Regions from separate parts of the Anser cygnoides genome. Here region 1 is linked to region 2. Evidence: chromatin contacts called from public Hi-C data. All regions are on one chromosome and are shown on one strand. Each heading gives the region's core, a stretch centred on a gene start, on an enhancer-like site or on the middle of the called end of the contact. The rest is flanking DNA. Distances are from core to core; before and after follow the strand shown. Region 1 holds the start of ALG14 (ALG14 UDP-N-acetylglucosaminyltransferase subunit). Region 2 overlaps SLC44A3 (solute carrier family 44 member 3).

Region 1 (6,155 bases), core at 3,423-5,922, 88 kb before region 2:
ATGCTAGGAAACACGGCACTAACTGTAATGTTAACATAAATATTACAAATGTTATTGATTACAGATACAAATCAGGGCTTCTAAGACTGCATTTCTGTAATTGCAATGACAGCATCTTTTGTAAGTTCCTGACTCATGAAGAAATAAAACTGCACTTAGCCCAAACAAAGCAATCCAAAGTAACTGCTGCGAAAAAGGACAAATTTTGCCACAGACTGGCTCTGACATATCCCAATTCTGCCATCAAGTGAGATCAGCCAACAGCTTGTACGCTGATCAGGTGCCTGCTCCATCTTGTCCCCAGCTGGTCCAAAATGGTCTAGTCCACTGCTTTAATTTAAAAGCCCTTTTCCTCCCAACAGCAGAGCTTTTTACAACATCTGTGATGATGTTATTGTTCTGAAGTCTTCCAGATGCAACTTGAATTTCTATTATTAAAGAATAAGCATTAGAAGCCCAGTCAGAAGCCTTCTAATTAGAGGTTTCCTCTAATCAGAGAACATATCACTTCTCTTTATGTTTCGAAGAACAATTGGAAGCACATAAAAAGTGTTTTCTGCAGAAATCACATTTACTTATGTAACATTTTATTTTCCAAATCACTTCTCTTATAAAAAGATCTTGCAGAAACTAAGAAAAATAGTTAGATGCATTTAATATATAACTGGCGTTTTAACATCGCAAACAGTTCCACAGTACAATTTTTCCAGTAGCAAAGACTGGCTAAGAGGTTCCTATCCTTTTCCTCACCCCTTCTCGTACCATTTTGCTAGTTCACCCCACGGTTGTGCTGATGCAGCAGTTTGGGGAAGTCCAAACAAGGCAAAATGACCTCACTTAAGAAAACAACAAGTTCAAAAAGTATGGGGTGCAAGTGTCTTGGGGTTAGCAGGAATCTCTTAAACAAGGTCTCTAATGTGAGAATTTGTAATGTAATGTAATTAAACTCTGGGAATGCTTGCATGGAGGCTTTATCCAGAATAGATAGCTTTACGTAAACTTACACCTTAAGTTATTTTGGAGTAAAAATCCTAGACTGACAAACGTGAACAAACCTCATCAAATGGATCTAGAATTTAAAAATTGTTTATCATCTAGAAAGCCAACAAAAGCAAAACATTATCTGAAAAGCACAAGTACTTAATTTTCCTATTGGTTTTTAAACTTTCATATTAATAGCTTTATGTCTACTTCTAGAATTCATAATTAGAAGAAGAAGAAAAAAGTAATTATTCAAAGTTCCAGTTAAGAAATTGTGAATATAAGGTATAGCTTAGTTACATGGAACGAGTTTCTTTTTTAACAGTTAAAATTAGATCACTTAAAAATTGAACGTCAGAAAGTTAGTGACTATTGGATAGTCAAATCTGCCTACATTTTTTTTTCAAGAAAAAAATACTTTTGTTTACAGTCTATTTGCAGCCTTTCCTACTGAAGACAGAAAAAAAATGAAACTAGATAGCGAGTTTTCAATTCAATTTAATACTCACCAGTGTAACTTTCAAAGGAGACATGCACCAGATGTACTAGTTTGCTTCCACAGAGAATAGTCACATATAAAAAGGACAGCAGCAGTTTTTTCTTCAGAGCATTGTCTTACAAATGGTAAATGGAAAAAATACTATACCATTTTACATTAAAAAAAAAAAAAACTATTTTTTTCCTATTCAAGAGTTTAATAGTTTTCTTTTGAACAACAGTGACCAATTGCTCGGAATGAGGGTGGTTTATTTCTCCTTCAGTGAAGCAGTTCAAAGGTACTTCCTGCATAAGCAGCACAGGTACCAGGGACAGCCCTTGTAATTACTGCACTGACATCACTTTCTGTCAAATGACTCAGGGCAAGTGCACTGTTTCCTCTCAAACAAATAGGTTCTACATTCACTGGCAGCACATGGCATCTTTGTGGGCTAACTCTACTCAACTTTTAAAACAAAAAGAAATAATGAAAACACCTTGAAAAGCTTCAGGTTTGCAGGTTGCATATTGTCACTTCAGTCTTTAAGAAATTCCTTTAACCAGCCTCACCAAACTCTGAAGCTTCCCTCCAGCCTTGCAATTGGCTGTGGATACTCCTTGGAAGCTATATTCCTTATTCAAGCAAAATTCCCAATGATTAGGACTTCCAGCACTTGTTCTAGGAGATTATGAGGCAAACTCACTGGTCAGCTTTCTAGACGCCTTGAAAGTCGGGACCTTTGCTTTGAACGGTCAGCTTGTCAGTTTCGTAGTCCAAGGAACACATATTTCACTGAAGAACATTTAAGAGGGATGGATACCACTGCAGACAAAATTAGTAGTTACATTGCCTACAGAGCTTACTAACTTGTTTTAACACAGTAGTTTATTTTCTGAAAAAGGACTGTGGTGCTTTCTTCCTCTTCTGTAATTTAGGAGCATGTATCTCTATTGTCCCTAATCATTAGTTTTATGTAGCTAATTAAGAGGAAAGCAAAACTAATTTTTGAGATTCGTGCATCATCAATGTAACTATTAATTAAAGCCTTGTTGCTTCCAAATGTCAGTAATGATTAAGTAGTGAGATATTTTTTGTGAGGCTGTCTACAAACAGGTTACTCACTTGGGTGGAAGACCTTACTATGGCAACACTTTTTAATAGTCTCTGCTTCAGACAACTGCCAATTTACATACCTCACTGACTTTAAAAAGAAGGACAGAGGATAACGTGTAGAACTGCAAGACATGAATTGGAAAAATTCACTTTACTTCAGATCCTAAGACGGCAAACGGTAGCTAGGAATTATACAATTTACTCATAAATTATGCAAGAATTACTTGAATCCATGGCTGACACAAGTTTTCATTAAAAATGAGAAAGAAATGTTCAGCTTCCAAGGCTGATGGGGATACAAAAACTTGCTAAGAATGAACAAGAAAAAAAAAATACAACAACCAGAGAAACCACAACAGACAGGTGCAGGCATCTGGTCTATTGTGTTTGTGAAGTCTCCAAGAAGTTCTCGAGCTCATCGATCCCCATTGCAAGGCCAATCGCTGAGCCTTCCTCCCTGGCAGGTGGCTTAAGGGCAGCGATGAACAGACACCACTGGAGTTTGCTCTTTCCTAACCATAAAGTGTGATATCACACAGTATCACAGTATCACAGACTTCTAGGTTGGAAGAGACCTCAAGATCATCGAGTCCAACCTCCGACCTAACACTAAGTACTCCACTAAACCATGTCGCTAAGCTCTACATCTAAACGTCTTTTAAAGACCTCCAGGGATGGTGACTCCACCACCTCCCTGGGCAGCCCATTCCAATGCTTAATAACCCTTTCGGTAAAGAAGTACTTCCTAACATCCAACCTAAAACTCCCCTGTCGCAACTTTCGCCCATTCCCCCTCGTCCTGTCACCAGGCACGTGGGAGAACAGACCAACCCCCACCTCTCTACAGCCTCCTTTAAGGTAACTGTAGAGAGCGATGAGGTCGCCCCTGAGCCTCCTCTTCTCCAGGCTGAACAAGCCCAGCTCCCTCAGCCGCTCCTCGTAAGACTTGTTCTCCAGACTCCTCACCAGCTTCGTTGCCCTTCTCTGGACTCTCTCGAGCACGTCCATGTCCTTCTTGTAGCGAGGGGCCCAAAATTGAACACAGTACTCGAGGTGCGGCCTCACCAGAGCCGAGTACAGGGGCACAATCACTTCCCTAGACCTGCTGGCCAAACTGCTTCTTATACAGGCCAGGATGCTGTTGGCCTTCTTGGCCACCTGGGCACACTGCTGGCTCATATTCAGCCGACTATCCACCAATACTCCCAGGTCCTTCTCGGCCAGGCAGCTTTCCAGCCACTCATCTCCCAGCCTGTAGCTCTGCTTGGGGTTGTTGCGCCCCAGGTGCAGGACCCGGCACTTGGCCTTGTTGAACTTCATGCAGTTGACCTCAGCCCATCGGTCCAGCCTATCCAGATCCTCCTGCAGAGCCTTCCTTCCCTCGAGCAGATCGACACACGCACTTAGCTTGGTGTCATCTGCAAACTTACTGAGGGTGCACTGGACGCCCTCATCCAGATCGTCAATAAAGATATTAAAGAGGGCTGGCCCCAGTACCGAGCCCTGGGGGACACCACTAGTGACCAGCCTCCAACCAGATCTCCTACTCTCTTACTCTCTCTTGATCTCCTACTCTCTTTTAGCAAACGCACACCTCATCTGAAATTAGTCCCAACGGCTGCACGATCACAACCTCCTCGCCAACGGCTGGCTGCTGACAGGGATGGAATGAATGCCGGTGTGGTGCTTCACGTTTCCTACTGGAATGAAAGGCTAAAGCGTTAGAAGAAATACAAACAGGGCTCGTGAGAGGCGGCAGAACACCGACGTTCCTGTGTCTATGCATCGTTGTACGGTATGTGAGCGGTAATTCCACGTACGCATACATACCTGGATAGGGGTCATGTCTGCGTGTGTTTGCAAACTCCCTCAAGACCCAGCGGAACCACGCGGGTATTTCGTACCGTATAACTTAATCACGGGGGCTACACCTCCTGCCGCACGGAGGGCCAGCGGCACAGAAGCCCTCACCTCACGCCGGTGTCTGCCTGCCCTGGGGCTGTGGGGGCTGCCGTGCCGGTGCCCGCGCTCCCGCCCAGCGGGGAGCTTTGAGCCGCGCCGGCCGCCGTAGGCCGGGAGGTGCCGCCCGCGGCCGCGCCATGGAGCCGCCGCTGCCCCTGCTGAGCGGCACCGCCGCCATCCTGCTCCTCCTCCTCCTCCTGCTCGTCCCCTTGGCGTTCCTGGCAAGGAGACGGCGTGGGCGGCGGGCGCCTCCCCTCAGCCTGCTGGTGGTGGCCGGCTCCGGTGAGTAGGGGTCGCCGCCAGCGGGTCGCGCGGCGGGGAGCCCGCGGAGGACGGCGGGAACTACAGCTCCCGGCATGCAGCGCGGAGCGAGGGCGACTGCGGGGTTCACTGGGCGTCCCGGTGCGTGCCGGGAGTTGTAGTCGCGGTGGAGCCGTAGCCCTGGGCTTCTTACACGCTGACCGGCGAGAAAATAATGCCGGTCTTTGTGCTGTTTGACGGCGTTTTTGTAACGTCAGGTGATTTTACTCCGGCCAGGACTGGTAATGTGCTTGTTTTTCTTCAGTCCTGTCAAATCTAGTTTGCACATATTAAAAAAATAAATAAAAAGGTTTCCCAGGTGAAGAAATTCATCAGTCGGTTAAGATTCACACAACGCTCAGACCCATTATTACAGACTTCTTTGAATGCTCAGACGACTTTATTAAAATCTGTGAAAGCTTCAACAAGCCATCGCTTACGAGAAAATCCCTCCAAAAATGTTTGAAAACTGGTGCATAAAATCATGTGGGGAGGGAGCAAATTCTTGCTCCTCGTCCAGCAGCGTCAGATCCTTGCTGGGCCGGGACACCTGGCTTCAATAGCAAAGGTCTCAGAGGAGGCTGATGAAAGCCGACAACAGGAGGCAGCAGGGATACGTCCAGCTCACTGTTCTGGTCTGCAACTTCCAGCAGCGCACAAAGCAACACATCCCATAAACGCTCGTGTACATACTTCGGGGTGCAGCCTGATGTTAGGCTGATCCAGCCCCAGGTGAGCAGACTTCCTTCTACACAGCCACACCGTCTTCCCCCTCCCCACTTCACCGTTATTCATATACCCCCAGTTCTAGAAACTAAACTGACAAAAAAAAAAAAAAAAAGAACATGCCCTTCTCTTCAGCCTACTGCCAGTTCAGCTCCCCGAACAAAGTGACCTTGCAGTTAAAAGCTCGACACCCATGCGAGGGCAGTAGGTGAGGCATTTTGGCTGGGGCTGGACTGTCTGGTGCGTGGCATTCAGCTTTTGCGCTGACCTAGCTGCAGAGTGAAATTGCTGCCTGCTCGTTTCCAGCATTACAAGCTGGGACGGCGCAGTCCCCGAATCTGGTCTCCCAGGCCATAGGCTGAACACTCGGGCGGGTCAGTGAGAGTTACACATCCAAGGTGCAGCTCCTATTCAGTTTTATTTTGACAGCTGGACTTGGGTATGGTCTCTGAATATGGACTGCAGTGTAACTCTACCCAATTATTTTTGCGTGTTATATAGGACATTAAACACAAATGTCTCACTTCTGTATGATCCTGTTTCAATCTCATTTAACTGAAGAACTTCCATCCATATAGCTTCAGTGGGACCTGAA
Region 2 (5,683 bases), core at 44-2,543:
CATTTGCCTGTAAATTATGAAAAATATTAATCCACCCCACAGCAGCACAGCAAAATTATTTTAAAGTGCTTTGAAAGGACCAAAAATCACTATGCAGGTGCATAATCGTTACTATGTGGTTAGCTTAAATATGTGTCTGTATTTAAAAAATTGAATTATTTTACTCCTACAACATTAGCACTATAAGAAACTCATCCCTCTTAGATGCTCAGAGACGAACTATTTGCTATTGAAAGGCATGGAAAAAAGAACAAGTCTATGAATAGATTTATAGCCTACAAACTAAGCATTCTTCCCACAGGTGAGCCAATCTTGTTCTCAGCACTCTTGTAATCAAGACTCGCATCCATCAACACAACACAGCTGGCCCTCAAGGAGGTGTTTGTAGGTACTGTAGGTATCAGGCTTGTTCAGCAAGGCAACCTTTGCTGAAGTGCAAACACAGACACATTTTTTAAGTATTTTGTTTTCTGAAAGGTTATCAATTTTAACTGAACAGCTAAACTCTTTGCAGTGCTGTAAGGCTGATCATTCCCAGAAATATTGCTGCTTCCATTATATTCAAATGCATTTTAAGTCTGTGAAATGCAAGATGCTTGCTGTTGTGAAAAAGCTATTACTCTTACCTCAGATCCCTTATCACAAACTCTCAGCCATTCTTCCCCATTCCCTGGCTCCTTGTTTTTAAGTTTGGATACAAAAGTCATTTATCCTTTTTAGATTTTTTGAGAATAGATTCATCTACCTTGGCACATTAAAACAAGCTATGTGCTATATCTTTCCTTCTTGTTCTGAATCCAAGGGGGGGGGGGGGGGGGGGGGGTTCATCGCCCTTGCTTCTTCCAGGGGCTCTAGACTGCCAGTTTCCTGCAGCACACCCAACTAATTCCCCCCAAATATGCTCATTAACCATAGCCTATAGCCTTTTCTGAGGAATTTGGTCAAACGATAGGTCAATAAAATGCAAGGTCTCCTACCTCCCCATTTCTATGCAGAGACATTATGCCGTTTGGTAGCAGAATTAATCATGTTTTCCAGCATACAATCTACCTGAACATTTCTTTTTCAAAAAAAAGGCACATATCTGGTTTTGCTTCTCTAGCTTTGTCATGAGGATTGGAAAATATCTGCTTTGTAAACTAATTCCTTTTGCTTTTTTCCAGCCTACTAAAATAACTACCTGCAGTAACAACAGCAATGGTTTTGTTTCCTGGCCAACCTTTCACACGGCAGTGTGTACAGCACTGTACCCTGCTGCACAGGTTTTGTTACCTCACAGGAATCTGTTTACCAATGTAAATATCTATGCCTGACTGATACCCTGTCTGCTGGGCCTACTGTGCATATACAATGTTGTCAACAGAACTCCATGCAATGCTGTTTTTCATGTCAGTCCTAGCAGCACAGATAAGCTTTAATGCTACCTTAGATAGGCTTATGAGAGAAGTATACGCCTTTTTCCTCATTACTCCACTTTGATCTTACTGTTCACGTAAACTAAACTTCCTCAACAAAGCCTTGAAATACATTTTTAATTTGTCAGCAGAACATTTTTCCTCCAACTACATACTCACAGCAGAGTGCTGAAAACGAATCCTTCTGGTGTACTATATATACACTCCTAGCGGTAAGGCTAACAAGTCAGTAGTAAAGAGCTTACAGAACTAGAGTCCTCCAGCTGAATCACCAAATCTGAAAACCTCTGATCAGTACAAATGTTTATCTGCTGCAAATACTTCAAAGCAGTGCTGTTAACAATGCAAACAATCACAAGTGTTTGCAGCAGGATTCGGAACAGTTCCTCCACCTGGCTGTGCACTGACTGCAGCGCGGTGCCATGCCGTGACATTGTACCAGCCAGCCCAGCAGTGCAACAACAGGAAAGGCAGCGTGCAAAGGCAGCATCACCAGCTACACTCTAGTATTCTAAGACTTGGGTTAGATGTTCTTGTTCGGCAGCAGCTGCTGCAAGTTTTTGCTGATGCCCAAAGCAGCAGGCTGTTTTAAAGGGATGAAAATTCCTGGGAAGTCTAGTTTAGCAATTTCATTATCAGAACAAAAAACCACTGCCCAGAAAATACCGAGAGCCTGTTTATCAGTTCCTGTTAACATGAAAATACAATGTGCTCTTCCCACTGCTAAGTGAGGAAAGGTTCTGGCAGCATGCACTGAATCTTCATGCGTCCTCCAACAGAATTTATTGTGTAATTTTATTTATTTATTTTTTCCATGTAGTGGTATTTACAGCAAAGCTAGCCAACTGTAATTGGAATGTCAAGGACCCTGCAAGCAATAGGTTTTTATTGTTGGTTTAGCTACTGAACAACTTTATATAGCAGTTCTATTGCTCTTGCCTGTAGGATGCACCTTCACTACAGGAAAATCTCACGCTGCCTTCTCATCCTGCATTACGTACACAGTATTAATGCCACCTGGACTTCACAGCTCCCGCATGCTAGAAAGCTGAAAGACATGTTTTGCTGTGCCAGACAGCCACTTAAGTTCTGCAATGAAACACCACACAAATTTGCAAACAATAAGACTCAACAACCCTAAGACATGACAGCTTTTCCAAAGCACAACTGAATTCCATTCCTACCCGGCTAATGGTTCTAACTGGTGCCACTGTTTGCGCTGTCTCAAAGTCTTGTGGAGTCTGGCATTCTTCCTAGATCTCTAGGTCTGGAATTCACTCGCTCTCTGCTGCTCTTACAGACTCTGAATTACTGAAGTAGTTAAGCAGGTGCCTACCTTAAAATGCATAAGTAGTCCCACTGATTTTAATAGGATTATCAACGGTTTTCAAGCCAGTCATGTGCATAAGTACCTTTCCAAGGGCACCTATAGGTTTCTATAGCTCCCAAGAAGTTAGTATCTTCTCAGAGTAACACTAACTTTTGGAGAGGATGTAAATAAGGTGCCTGTGTGGTCACATAAAGATCAGGTGCATCACAGCTCAAGCGAGAATCCAGTGCTCCAGAGCTGTAAGATGCAGAGACGCTATAAACATTATATAACTAGCGAAGATCCGAGAAAAATGTTAAGAACAGGTGCAGCACAGTAGCAAGTCAATTTCATTTGCCCATCTCTTTGTATTATACAAAAGACTCATGTCTTTATAAAAATTTCAGTTTCTCAGCTTTCTTAATATATTTCCATTTAAGATACAGAAAATTTAAGATCCATTTAAGATCCAGAAAATACGTGCATGAGAAAAAAAGTCAAAGTGTCATAAACAAGACAAAACCTATATTTTATGTAGTGAATGCTGGCTAAGCAGCTATTTGTCAACAGAGAAAACAAATTGTTCAAAGAGAGCAGATCCTGGGAGATCTTCAGAAAAGATCTGTGAGCTTTTGCAAAAAGTCCCCAGAATTCAAAAAACAAAAGAAATGTCTTCCATCTACACGCTGATTACAGAAAACAAGTAAAAAATACAAAGCTGGTCTGCCAATGTATTATTAGCCAAACAGTACAGTATATATATATATATATATTTATGGGATGCTTAAATTTTAGCTGTTCTAAAAAACCAAAGCAACCAGCTACCTTACTGTGATCTGCTTTAACAGTCAGCATTTTGAGGACTCATATCTGGGTTGAAAATTTGAAATAAAATTTATAGGAATTTTCTCAATATCAAATCTAGCCTAGAGATCATTATCCTCGTTTTGAACTACAAAAGAAATCTAAGCTGTGGTTTACTGGGTAGAGTACAGGACTGGAACAACTATCATACTACTTGCTGACACCGACCTTCTGTGTCGCCTCATCAAAACCCCTTGATCTGTGAGCCAGATAAAAACAATCCTTTATTACCTCCCCAGATCATTAAAAGGCTAAAACTGCCTTTGTTGTCTTCGAGCTCCTCTCAGGAGGAGTTGTTCTGTAATCAGAGCAGCTGTAAACAACTGAGCACATTCAGAAATAAACCTTTCCTACATTACTTTATCGGCACCTAGTGGGCACTGAGGCTGCTGCAGGTCATTTACATGTTACTTACGTAGAAACACCTAAGCCCCTGGACTTTGCCAAAAACTCAGTTTACATCTGTTGGGTAACAACAGCCAACATTTAACATAGACATCGTAATAAAAAGCATACTTGCAAACAAATGATAAAACCAATGGATTCAAGTTTTAATCAGGTAAATTAATGAAACTCGTAGAGTGCATTTTCCTACCTGCATTCACGCTTAGGCTGTAACTTAGAATTGGTACAGATCCTTTATCAGATACACATTCCCTTCTAAGCATTAACATGCTATCTATTAGCAGAAAACTCATACAGGGATTGACACCTACACTAAAAATATCCTGGCAGATCTCAGTTAAAACATATGTTTTACTAGACTCCCTACATGAGCAATATATTGATAGTTAAGTGCCTGAAAATGACCTTCCATTCTTACGCTGTATCTTCAAGAAATCAATTCTTTCAAAACGGAGAGCATGCTAGAAATTTCAACATTGCTCTACTATGCAGCAAGATTATGCTGCCTTCCGTACTGCCATTTGTATCTTGGAGCACTAGCATTCCTATTATGCTAGGGAAAAAAACAAAAAGTAAAATACCTCTGAGCCAAGAGATGTCTGCTGCACTATGAATGTCAGAGCAGGTCACAAGCTATTTGAATTCTGTTCTCCAATATGGCAGGAAAAAAAGGCTGAATGGAAATGTCTAGCAGAAAACAAAGAACATAACCAATACGGGAAAATGGCACAACATGGAAAAATCATAAAGTCTCTCAAAGGCAGTTTTCACTGTTTTTTATTTCCCTGTGAATACATGTGGAATTTGCTTTCAGATGTGATGTGCAACTCACTGTTTTCCTGCAAATCTGTAAAAGCCTCCAGGAAGTATCTGACTAGTTCCCCATCCGGCACTTATCATCAAGCTGTTTCTGTCATATAAGCTAAAATATTTCTACTCTTTTAATGATTTCTGCATTTCCAAAAGCTTTTCAATATGACAGACTCGGCTGGCATTTTCTAAATTTAGATTTAACAAGGGCAAGCTTCACATCCCTACGTGTGCTTATTAAGAGTACCAATGAATATTCTTGTGGGTAATGTGTCAGCTCAGATAAAAATCAAGAATGTAATATTTTTTCTAATAGTTCTTGTTAATTATATATTTAGCAAATCTGTGCGTTATCATTCATTTTATTTACCTGCTGCTATTTTTACTATAGTTAATGTCTATTTTAAATTGCTTCTGATCCAAGCAGGTGCACGAAATGAACAGTTGGTTGATAGCCCAGGAGATGCTCCTTTCAATAAAGGACTGGTCTGAACCAGTGAAAAGGTACCCCCACAAATACAGTTTGAAAATTACTGCCACCTAGCTGCTACGGGCAAAAATGGGATGAAGACTACAGAAAAGCTAAAAAGGTATGTCTAGCACACGATACTGTCTCTGTAATGGGAAAACCCAACTCAGAGGAGTGTGGAAAAGAAATATCCATGACCCTTAAAGCAAAGTGAATCTGTCTGACTATTTAGTCAGGCAGGAACCACTCACAAAGAGACTGCAGGCTGGACATCTGGCCTTGCTAGGTCAGACTGTTTTGTAGAAGCAGGTCATCAGGCAGACAGTGCTTCAAGCAGCAATTTCTGATGGACATGAGCTACTGGGAAAATGGTAGCTGAAACAGAGAGATCCTTGCAAACCTGCATAACTC

The links. A called contact is a pair of places that touch in the nucleus more often than the background predicts.
Region 1: a contact with region 2 is called in a Hi-C map of fetal liver, with 2.4 times the contacts expected there. The contact joins the promoter of ALG14 here to the enhancer-like site in region 2. A contact is called at or near these places in 4 of 7 Hi-C or Micro-C datasets (fetal liver, granulosa cells and liver).

What each region holds. Positions count from the first base shown.
Region 1 is chr8:2,729,502-2,735,656 of Taihu_goose_T2T_genome, reverse strand. It overlaps ALG14 (ALG14 UDP-N-acetylglucosaminyltransferase subunit), which reads left to right and starts at 4,672. Exons shown (of 4, transcript XM_048067279.2): 1 at 4,672-4,816. The coding sequence starts at 4,672. It overlaps TLCD4 (TLC domain containing 4), which reads right to left and starts at 4,651. Exons shown (of 7, transcript XM_067001626.1): 1 at 4,544-4,651.
Region 2 is chr8:2,638,276-2,643,958 of Taihu_goose_T2T_genome, reverse strand. The region is part of intron 9 of SLC44A3 (solute carrier family 44 member 3); the gene reads right to left. Among named protein-coding and RNA genes, the nearest start is that of CNN3, 54 kb to the left of the region's middle. Within about 2 kb of position 1,293, at least 1 of the 3 cell types and tissues checked has open chromatin away from gene starts, as enhancers often do. A contact at or near this core is called in fetal liver, where this site is marked.